2 separate regions of the Sus scrofa genome follow, and region 1 is linked to region 2. A link is a contact called in public HiChIP or PLAC-seq data. All regions are on one chromosome and are shown on one strand. Each heading gives the region's core, a stretch centred on a gene start, on an enhancer-like site or on the middle of the called end of the contact. The rest is flanking DNA. Distances are from core to core; before and after follow the strand shown. Region 1 holds the start of SH3GL3 (endophilin-A3). Region 2 overlaps ADAMTSL3 (ADAMTS-like protein 3).

Evidence for each region. HiChIP or PLAC-seq counts read pairs in DNA pulled down with a chosen protein or histone mark.
Region 1: a contact with region 2 is called in an H3K27ac HiChIP or PLAC-seq map of skeletal muscle, with 7 times the contacts expected there. The contact joins the promoter of SH3GL3 here to the enhancer-like site in region 2. A contact is called at or near these places in 7 of 47 Hi-C or Micro-C datasets (embryonic fibroblasts, fetal heart ventricle, fibroblasts and 4 more) and 1 of 2 datasets of contacts at active chromatin or transcription factors (skeletal muscle).

Annotation. Positions count from the first base shown.
Region 1 is chr7:51,512,975-51,518,685 of Sscrofa11.1, forward strand. It overlaps SH3GL3 (endophilin-A3), which reads right to left and starts at 1,279. Exons shown (of 9, transcript XM_001929079.5): 1 at 1,079-1,279. The coding sequence starts at 1,123.
Region 2 is chr7:51,056,717-51,062,300 of Sscrofa11.1, forward strand. The region is part of intron 23 of ADAMTSL3 (ADAMTS-like protein 3); the gene reads right to left. Among named protein-coding and RNA genes, the nearest start is that of SAXO2, 82 kb to the left of the region's middle. Within about 2 kb of position 2,580, at least 8 of the 83 cell types and tissues checked have an H3K27ac peak or open chromatin away from gene starts, as enhancers often do. A contact at or near this core is called in skeletal muscle, where this site is marked.

The sequences.
Region 1 (5,711 bases), core at 29-2,528, 450 kb after region 2:
GAAGAGACTCCTCTAATTCCAGCTGCTCTTTAGGGACCAATTTGTGGGAGAAACAGGATGAGACCTAATCAGAAATGTGAATTCTGAATGAAATCTGTCTAACAGATCAGCAGTGTGGGGTGGGATAGATTTTCCAATGTGAGTTCTGCCAGGGCTGGAAGAGACTGCAGTCTTGGAATACAAATTTTCTTGTCAACACACACACAACACACACACACCAATTTCATGACTCCCTGCCTGTCTTCCTGTTTGCTAGGGCCTCCTTTCCATCCACACCCCCACCACAATTCTTCCTCACATTTAAATCTCAAGTGACGCGACTCTTCCTCCGGGACGCTCTCCCTGACGCCCCTACTGTATTATCTGCCATCCCCTGTGCGTGGAGGTGTGTTTAACACTATTTGTTTATGTGTCTGTCTCGGTGTCTCCCCACCAGACTGAGAGCAGGAGCCTGGTGCCCAGCGCTGGGCCGACCCAGGAAAGAAGGTGGGGAGAGGAAGGACGGCTGTTGAGAGCCCCAGCCTGGGAACTAGGCGCAGTCAGGCGGGGTTCATTTCGATGCGCGCGCGGGGAGCGCCGAGGGCCCAGTGGAGCGCCAAGTACACAGCATCCCCGGATCTACTGACGCTCGTGCGACCGCCAGAGGCTGCAGGTCGTGCCCTGGGGGCTCCCAACCAAAAGGTGGAGGACTTGACGGAGGCCTGGCCGGCAATCTCTGTTGTCCTCCTCCCAGAGCGGGTCCGAGAGAGGCGTCGAGCGAGCCTCCAGGCCTCGGGACGCCCACTCTCTCTCTTGCGCTCGAGACCCTGCGGCCCGCTACCTCTGTTCTCTGCTCCGCAGAACCCCTCAGAATTACAGTGGCTCGGGGGTAGAGCTGGGGCCAGGGACCAGGAAGGAGGAGGCGCCAAGGAGCGCAGAGGAGAGAGCAGGCGGGCCCCTCACTCCACCTCCACGCCCTCTTAGGCGGGAAGAAATCGAGCCTCAAGAGGCCCCTCTGGGAGCCAGAGCCCCAAAGGCCCTGGAGCCTCAGGGGGGACCGCAGGTCCCTGGCCCCCCACCCCCTTCTGTGTCTCCCTACCTGGCTGGCTTTGTGGAACTGCTTCTTCAGCCCTGCCACAGACATCGCGACAGCGCCCGGCCGGGGCTGGATGGTCTCTGGGCTCGGCCGGGCCACGCGGCCGCGACGCGCTGGGGGAGCGGGCGCCGGGGCCGGTCCCCGCGCGGCTGTGCTCCGCCGGGCCCGCCTCCCACGGCCACAGCCACAGCCGCTGTCACACTCGCACACGCGCGCACGCAGATGGCAACACTGCGTTCCAAAGCCCCTGCGCAGCCCATTGGCCAAGCCGCGGCAGTATGCAAATGAAGCCGCTGGGGCCGCCCACGCTTCATTGTTGCGTGGAGACCCGGAGGACTCGAGCCGCAGGGAAACGGGCCTGGGAAGCTGGGCGTGGAGATGTCCCAGGGTCCGGAGAGCAGGGCAACGCAAGGCTATTTGCTGGACGTAGGACCGAATGCATCTAAATTTACGATTGCCCTGGATGGGGAGAGAGGAATCACCTCTCTGCTTCTGGGTCTTGGTGCGAAACCTGCTTTTGCTCACAGGCAATATCGCCTCCCTCAGGCGCATTGTCCGTAGATTTCAGTTTAAAGAAAAGGATGCTCCGAAATACGGCTAGTCAGGAGAGAAATGGAACAGGACAGAGAACCTGCGGTAGGAGGAAGCGTTCTGTGGGCGCGGTTTTCTTTTTTCTTAACCCTACTCGATGCTCTGGGTACAGTCTGGTTTTCTAGGAGCCCAAGAGTTATTGGCTAAGTTAATAATATGGTGCTTGCTCCATAGAGCTCTGAACCCAGTCAACTGTATTAAGAGCAATATCTCCAAGGAACCGTAAACAGCGTTCCTGGAACCGCGGGGAATTCACCAGAGGAGGAAACTAGCTCCCTCGGTAACTCTTACTAGTTGTTTCAGTTACAAAGCATCCTTTTGCACAGAGGCCAGAGAGCCTTCATGGGCAGAGGCCCAGCCAGTGGGTCTGGAGCATCCCATTGATTCTCCTGTTAGAGTTGCCCCTAAAAGGTCAGTCTCTGAGCAGAATCTGGCCTCCAGAGGTCCTATGGCCCCCAAGACCTAAAACCCACTCTTAGCAACATTTAACACTGAAAGAAACAAACATCTTCTTCTTCCAGTCTCCACCTGAAAGAAAGAAGCTCTTCTTTCTGGGCCCTCAACAGATCCCATCTGGGATGACCAAGAGCCCTGTTTCCTGGCGTCCTGCATTTCTCCAGGATAAAAGTCTACGTGGCCTCTCCTTTGCCATTAGCTTCCAACGCTCTTATTTCTGACTTCATCCTAGTGAGGACCGGGCTGATAACTCCATCTGCCTGTGCCTCAGTTTCCTCCCTTTCCCTTTAAAGGATGTGACTGGGAGAAGTCTTCCTCTGATATAGGAGGAAACAAATGAACTTAGTGAAGGAGACAAAGGCAACCGTTTGGAGGTTTAATAACTATGACTTGCATGAGTGCTGTGGGCTTGACTGGCTTGACATATAGCTGACACCAGCCACAGATAGCTACCTAGAAAGTGAGAGGGTGGTGACAGCTAGGTGACCTGTCCACACAACAGACTGAACCCCACTCAGCAGCAGGGGAATTACTAGGAAGGCAGGGCAGTTGGCGGTCAGGGCCACATGGAACAGACCTTCTTCCTCTGTGTCCAAGAGTCTTTAAATAGAAATGTTTTGAAAGAACTCTCTCCTAAACAAGTCTGACTCTGTGTCCTTGGGGAAGGGGGGTGAATTTTTTTAACTTTTTGGCTCTTTTCCCATGGTTGATAGTATATTTTCAAATTGTCTACATCAGTTAATTTCGGTAACTCTTCATTTAATCAAGGATAACATTGTACATCATATTCTCATCACTTTTTAACAGCAGAATCTCTCCCTTACTCCTTTTCCTTCATAAAAATATTTGTGATTTTTCTTAATTTTTTCTTTAAGTCTTTCTAATAAGGATTGTTAAAGATTTGCCCATTTTGTTTTTTAAAACAGTTCTTGAGTTTATCATTGCTATATATTTTTTTCTCTCATCAATTACTATCTTTATTTATTATTCCTTCATTCTGTTTTCTTCAAGAGAATTGAAGTTATTCACAGGAGAAACTGACCCTAAGCTGGAAAAGAATGTATTGGAGAAGGGTATCAGGCAGCTCAGAGGTTCAGGGGATGTAGGGAGCAGGTGAGGGATGGGCAGGAACTAGGAATCTGAGGATCAGATCGCCAGCATGTCCAGGGGCAGCGTGGTGCAGCTGTGCTGGCTTCATCACTGGATGCAGGCTATAGCTACCAGAATGAAGACTAGACTGTTCCCTGCTTCTTGCAGACACTCCAGATTCAAAGTTCAAGGGGACAGCATCTGACTAGCTAAATCTAGATGGTATGCCCCAGCTCTAGATATCTAAGATTCCCACCATGGTGGGTTTCCCTAATAGAGGAAGAAGCTTCAGATGCTAGGCAGCCAAAAAACCAAACAAATGAAAACAAAACTACAAACAGCAACATAAATGCCCACTAATATTTGTCTGGGAATTCCTTGATTTCTTCAGTCAAATATGTGTTTCATTTTTATACATCCTTGTTTTATAATCAGCACATGTAAAACTACAAATTTTCCTCCTGAGTGTGGCTTTGGTTTCACACCTTGTTTCCATTACAGAATGTAATTCTTTTGATTGTGTTCTAAATAAATTTGCGATTGAGGAGTTCCCATTGTGGCTCAGTGGTTAACGAATCTGACTAGGAACCATGAGGTTGTGGGTTTGATCCCTGGCCTTGCTCAGTGGTTTAAGGATCTGGTGTTGCTGTGAGCTGTGGTGTAGGTCGCAGACAAGGCTCGGATCTGGTGTTGCCACAACTGTGGTATAGGCTGGCGGCTACAGCTCCAATTAGACCCCTAGCCTGGGAATCTCCATATGCCGCGGGTGCGGCCCGAGAAAAGACAAAAAAAAAAAAAATGTGATTGAAATTTTAATTTCCTCTTTGATCCACATGTTATTCAGGACAAGTTTTAAAAATCTTTTCTAGGTGGCTTGATTTCTTTTATTCATGGTATATTAAATTAGAGACTTGTGGTACTATAGGCAAATATCATGTCTTAAAGGTTTTTTTTAAACATAGTCTAATAAGTTACATATTATAAGTGTATCGCCGAGGTTTGAAATAATATGTATTCCCAGTTTCTAGGGTATAGCTTTTCAGTTCATTAGTAACAGGGCTGTGTGTTCCACTGAAGCTCCTAGCTCAGAGGAAGAGTTCAGACTTGTGCTAGCTGGAGCCACGTTGGTCAGGTCAGGGCTTGCCTTTTACAATGTTATCACCCCTGCAGGATTCGAGGGCCCATAGCTCATCAATCTGTTTAGGGAAGGAGTATACAAATGTCTTGGGCTATTTGACAGAGTTGTGCACATGGGATGAAACCAGTGGGAGAGTAGTGAGACACAAACAAGGCTCACTCTAAACAGAAGGATCTTCAGGCACTTGGTGATCTTCAAGGTCAATGATAAGAGAAGTGCGGTGCTTGTCTCTGGCACTCCAGCCACATGGCAGGGGTTTGGGTGTTTTCCTTTGTTCCTATCCCCGTGGTCCTTGGCTCTCACTTCCCATTTCCTTTCCCTGGTCTGAGAGTACTGTGCTAGTGTGCATTTACACCTCTCTGCCTTGTGCTCAGGCCAGCTCTTGAAGCTAGTCCCTGCAGTCTTTATGTCTGGTCTTGTCATGAGTGGCACCTCTCCCCACGGCCAGGAGCAGAAGGGCCTTGGGCAAGGGACGAGGGGGAGGGAAGCATACTGATTAATGTCTCCAAATATTATCCCATCATGTATCTCATGAGTCAAGTCTTCCAAGCTTATTCTTCAAATGCTCTGTATCCTGATTTTTTTTTTTTTCTGCTTCACTTATTGGACACGGAGAGAGGTAGTCTTCAGTCTCTTGTTACAATTACGATTATGTCTTTTTAGCTCTAAGTATTTCAGGCCTAAGTATATTCTGCCCTTGTTTACGATGGTCATATCTTCCTTAAGACATGTGCTCTTGTAAATAGAATAAAATTTAATTTTGTTTATGGGCCAAAACATGTTTTAAATGTATTTTCCTAGAGAGATTTAAAACATTCACATTTTTTATGAAAAGGAAATATTTGGTCTTAGTTTTGCCATTTTATGGCATGTTACATATGGGAGGGTTTTCCTCTTCCGGTAGCTTCTTCTATCTATTTGTTTCAAAAGTTTTCTTTGCTTTTTCTTCCCTTTTACTTTTGGAAGTTATACACCCAATTATTACCCACCAGTGGTTACCACTGTTCTATGAAATAGAAAACATCCTCCGTCAACATCAGTAATTGAACATTGTAGGAAAGCCACAGCATGACTAGCACGAGTGGTGGCCAGGGCCACCTCGTCACCTCCTTCAACTTAAACCAGCGCATGCTTTAGTCCCAGCCATCTGAGAAGCCTCCAGCAAAAACCAGAATGGATCCAGTTTCCTTTGAAACAGGAAGTGAACCAGTTTGAGAATTGGGTACAGGGTGTTGGTGTTAATCCAGGTAGGCAAAGATGGAGAGAAGACAACTCCAACAAAAATTCTGAGATAAATGAAGAGGGAAACTACTTTAAATTCAAAATAAGTTTCCATAAGAAAGTATTTTCCACTGTGAAATT
Region 2 (5,584 bases), core at 1,330-3,829:
CAATAGATTATTTGTCTTTTTATTGCTGAATTATGAGTTCTTTTAAAATTCTGGATACTGTCTTATCAAATATTTGATTTGCAGATCTTTTTTCTTATTCTGTGGGTTGTCTTTTCATTTTCTTGACAGTGTCCTTTGTAGCACAAGAAAAAAAAAATTAAGTTTGAAGAAGCCCAATTTATCTGTTTCTTTTGTTACTTGTACTTTTTGAGCCATTGGCTAAGAAATGATTGGCCAATCCAAGGTGACAGATACACATGCCTGTTTTCTTCTGAGAGTTTCATTTAGGTCTTTAATTCATTTTGCTTTAATATTTGTATACGGTATGAGGTAGGGGTTCAACGTCATTCTTTTGCCAGTGCATATCCAGTATAACCAGCACTATTTAGTGAAAAGATCACACTTTCCCCCATCAAACTTTCTTAGCACCATTTTGGAAGGATTGTGTTTTAAAGATTTATCCATGTTTAATACTTGCATCTCTAATTTATTCATTTTATAATTGTACACTATTCCAGCAAATCAATATGTTATCATGTGTCCTCTCTCCTGATGAAAAAAATTTACTGTTTCTTTTGATTCTTTTTTCTTCTCTCTCTCTCTCTTTTTTTTGGCGGGGGGGTCTTTTTAGGGCCGTGCCTGCAGCATATAGAGGTTCCCAGGCTAGGGGTCAAATCGGAGCTATAGCCGCTGGCCTATACCACAGCCACAACAATGCCAGATCTAAGCCGCATCTGTGACCTATACCACAGCTCATGGCAATGCCGGATCCAGGGATTGAACCTGATCCCCATGGATGCTAGTCAGAATCATTTCCGCTGAGGCATGATGGGAACTCCTTATGTTTCTCTTCTAATCTCTCTCTCTCTCTCACACACACAGTATTACAAACAAAACCGCAGTGTACATTCTAGTAATCCTTTGTGCCTTGCTACAATGGCTACATCTACAAGGAGAATTCCTGGTTTTGAGCATTTTTGAACTGTTCACATTTTACTAAACTGTTCTCTATTGTAGTTCTTCCAAAATACACACTGACTAGCAGTGTATGAGATCTTATTTTTCTATATTCTTGCCAGTCCTCGATAGTTGGCAAGGTAAACTCTAAGTTTTGCTAGTCTAATAGGTATGAAGTGGAAACTTACTTCTATTTTAATTTCTTGATTACTAGTTAGAATGAGAACATTTTCATACACTTATTAGGATTTCACTTTCTGAGAACTACTTGTTCATATCCTTTGCTATTTTTACTTGGGGTTGTTACTTACATTGATTCATAGAAACTATTTATATATTCTGGATAGTGTATAACAAATATTTTTGCCAATAATTGTGGCTTGACCTTTAAATTTGTTGATAGTGTCTTACAGGGTCAGAACTTTTAAATTTTAACATAAAAAATTTTTATCACTTTGTAATAATAGCTTATTGAAATATAACCCACATATCATAAAATTCACCCTTTTAAGGTATACAGTTCAGTAGTTCTAGTTTCTTCAGAGTTGTGTAACCATCATCACTATCTATTACATCTTTCATGTTATACTTTGTACTTCTTGGACGCTCCCCATCCCCAAATCATAAAGCTATCTCTTTTATTATAAAAGCTTTTCAGATTTTAGGTATTTGTTAGAATTTATTTTGGTAGAGTTGTTATATATATTTGTCAAAACAAATTATCTTTTTACCATTGTTTAATAGTCCGTCCTTTATTGATTTTTGATGTGCTGCTATTAAACACTTTTTTTCATATATGCTTGAATCTGCTGTGGGCTATATATTCCATTTATTTGTCTATGTATCTGCCAATACCACACTGTTGGAATTATTCTAGCTTTATAATAACTCTTTATACCTGATAGAGCAAATCTGAACTACCTTGTTATTCTTCAAAAATGCTGGAGCTATTCTTGGTCAGTTGCTCTTTCATATAAATCACAGGATCAATGTGATAAATTCTAGCAATCCTGTAAGGCTCTTTTCTTAAATAATTGGAATCACTCTGAATTTAGAGATCTGAAACTTTGACATTTTCTTGGATTTTCAATGTAGATAATTAATTATACTGTCTGATCTTTTTTTTTTTTTTCCCTTGGCTGACCTTTTTTATTTTTATTTTTTTGGCTGCATATGGGACTCCTGGGCCAGGGATCAGATCTGGGCCACAGTCATGACCTAAGGTGCAGCTACGGCAATGCCAGATCCCTAACCCACAGTGCCTGGCAAGGCACGCAACCTGCCTCTCAGAGCTCCCAAGATGTCACCACAGCAGGAACTCCCACCTCTGACTTTAATAGGAAAGTTTTATAGTCTCACCATTCAAGTGAGCAAGATGTTTGCTATGGGTTTTTTTTTTTTTTTTTTTTGATAGGTACTTAAGTTTAAAAAAAGCCAGGATAAGGATGATCCCTTCTATTACTGGTGTGCCAAGAGGTTTCAACATTGTTTAATAGTCCGTACTGGGACTTATCAAATGCTTGTTCAACATGTGTAAGATGATCACTGTTATCTCCTTAGATCTCTAGGGTAGACTGGAGATGCCCCGTCCAGATGGCCCTTCAAGGAAGGCCTTGGTATCCCAGCTGCTGCCTGTTTTCAGCTGTCATCTCCCTAACAGTTTGCCTCAGCTCTCCAGAGAGCATGCCCTGCTTGGAGAGGGCCCCTTCTAGTGACTGATGGAGGCAGCTGCCTGAAGGCCTGGCCACTGGAGGTCACCGTTAGGTAAGCCTGATGAGCCATGCATGCTTCGAGCTCCCCTGGACATGGCAAGGCTTTGTGGGCTTGTACCACAGACCTCCTTTGCCCTTTGTCCCATCCTGCTTGCTCCCTCCCTTCCACAGGGACCCCTTACACCACACTGCATCTTAGTGTCTGCTTTCAGAAGAGCCAACCCATGACAGCCTTCTTAAAGTATTTTTTTTCTTTTTTCTTTTTTGTCTTTTTGGGGCCACACCCATGACATATGGAAGTTCCCAGGCTAGGGGCTGAATCCGAGCTGCAGCTGCTGGCCAACACCACAGCCACAGAAACATGAGATCTGAGCCTCATCTGCAACCTACAGCACAGCTCAGAGCAATGCCAGTTCCTTAACCCACTGAGCAAGGCCAGGGATCAAACCTGTGGTCTCATGGCTACTAGTTGGGTCCTTTACTGCTGGGTCACGATGGGAACTCCAAAAGGAGGTATTTTTTAACTGTTAAAAAACTTTGCATTCCAGGGAAAAACCCTTCTTAGTTATATACATTTCAGTTTGCTAATATATATTTTTAAATTTATTTTCCTCTGTGTTCATTGCTAATGTGTCCTTTGTAAATCCTATGTATGCCAGCTCCCTGGTAGGAGGCCAGGTGAAGCCCGTAGTGGTAGAACCTTTCCCCCTGAGGCAGGTATGTACCTATGTTCTGTAACTAGCATTATCAGACATTTCTGTTTGTTCACTCATTTTTAACTCTGAGGCATCTTCAACTCTCCCAGAGAATTTTACTTTGCTCTAAGGAGTAGTCGTCAGCACATTCTGTGTTTAAGACAAGTTCTACACTTTTAGAGCTGGGCCACTGGTAGTATTGGCAGTGCCATCCATTTGGGGTTCACCATCTTTCTGGCTCAACCTCATTCCAATCTGTGGCAAGAAGATTTCTTAGAGACTAAAGAGGAGTCCAACACATAAGAACACTTCAGAGCAGAGACTTGGGTCAGCTGCACCTCTGACGAGCTTAAGGAATAAGAAAAACAAGCAACCGAATACACACGTAACAGAAAATGACAGGATAAGTAATGTTCTTACTAAGCATTAACACAAGAAAAAATAAAATATGCAGCTACTGATGTTTACTGGTCATTTTCCTCAGATGAGCTTTCCTCTCTTACCAGCAGGGGGCAGAGAAGGAGCAGTTTAAACTATTCCACAAACCCCCACCCCCTATTTTTTTTTTTTTTTAAGGAAAATCCCTTATTTTCCTTTTTAAAATTTTAATTTTATTGGAGTATAGTTGGCTTACAATTCCTTCCCCCCTCCCATTTTTAGAAGAAACTTTTTAAAAAGAATAAGACAAGCCTCACAACTTAGAACTTTTAACCCTTAGAAACCCAGATTTTCAGGTTCTATAATTTGACATCTTTATTAGAAATACCATCTAAGAGCGACTAGGGAAGTCCCTATTCATATCTATACCACGTAGGTTAAATAAAACATATTTGGCTCTAACTGTGAATCCGATCAAAACGTATGAACACATAAGCTCACTCTCCTGAGTAGAAAACATTTTGAGGGCAACTGAAAATGAAAGAAAAATTTATACATGCCACTGACTGACAGAAATAATCTTAATTTGCACTATGAAAATGTAATTGCATAAAGCACTATTCATGTTTGTAAACGTTACAACATCCTCGTCTACCGAATGAGGGACTGGATTAGATGATAACCAAGGTGGCTTTTTCCATTCGCAGGGTGTGCCTCCTGTTTCAGAGATGAGAGTAGCCTGCACATGTAACTCAGTAATGGTCATATACTAGCTGGAGACACAACCAAGCCTCTCAACCCTTGATCAACTTCACCACGGCTTTAAAAAGATGAATCTTGGGAGTTCCGTTGTGGCTCAGTGGTGATGAACCCGACTAGGATCCATGAGAACGAAGGTTCGATCCCTGGCCTCAATCAGTGGGTTAAGGATCCAGCGTTGCCGTGAGCTGTGGTGAAGGGTCGCAGATACAGCAGGATCTGGCATTGCTGTGGCTGTGGTGTAGGCCGGCAGCTGAAGCTCTAATTCGACCCCTAGCCTGGGAACTTCCATCTGCCCAGGGAAGCCCTAAAAAGACCAAAAAAAATGAAGCTTCATCAAAAGCTAAGTTAACTATGGTTTCTGCCCATAAGAAAACACACTTCATTGGCTGCAAGGCTTTATTTCAAATGGCACATAACTCAAAAGGAGGTGTTTGCTTTGAACAGGAAAGGACTTCTGATGAGTTCCTGGGGTACAGTCCACAGGGGATGACTGCCAGGGAACGAAAGACCAAGCCTGGTCCTAGGAAGAGCTGAGAGCGGGGGAGGGAGGAGGCAGATGGATGGAGGTTCTCAGCACAAGGCCCCAGGGAACAGGGCTCAGTGGAGAAGGGTCTGCAGAGTCAGGGAGTGGTCAGAGACGGCCCACGTGCAGACTGGGCCAGGCCAGAGGAGAAACCCAGACAAGTTTAATGGTCTTAGCTGGAGGCTCCACTCGCAAAAATCAGTTTCCACTCAACCCACTCCCTGACTTAACAATAGCAAATAATATACCACAATCCTTTCGATGGCTCATCCCGCTGAGAGCCGGATTGTAAACTCTTGTGGGGAAGTAAGAAATTTAGAAATAATGTTAAAAGTTGAGGTTTCTCTTAATAGAAGTCAGATCTGTTTTGCAGAATCCTCTGCAGGTGTAGGGCTGTAGAAACTCTAGACATTTGCGGTTTGGCAACTGCGGAGTTCCGTTCTGCTTTTCTCCTTGCTATGGCCAGAGAACGCTGGCCGTTCTGTAATGGTAGGTGTGTTTTGCCAGAAAACTCACATATTTGTGGGTGGAGTCAGTTGGGAGGCTGGAGGGATTTT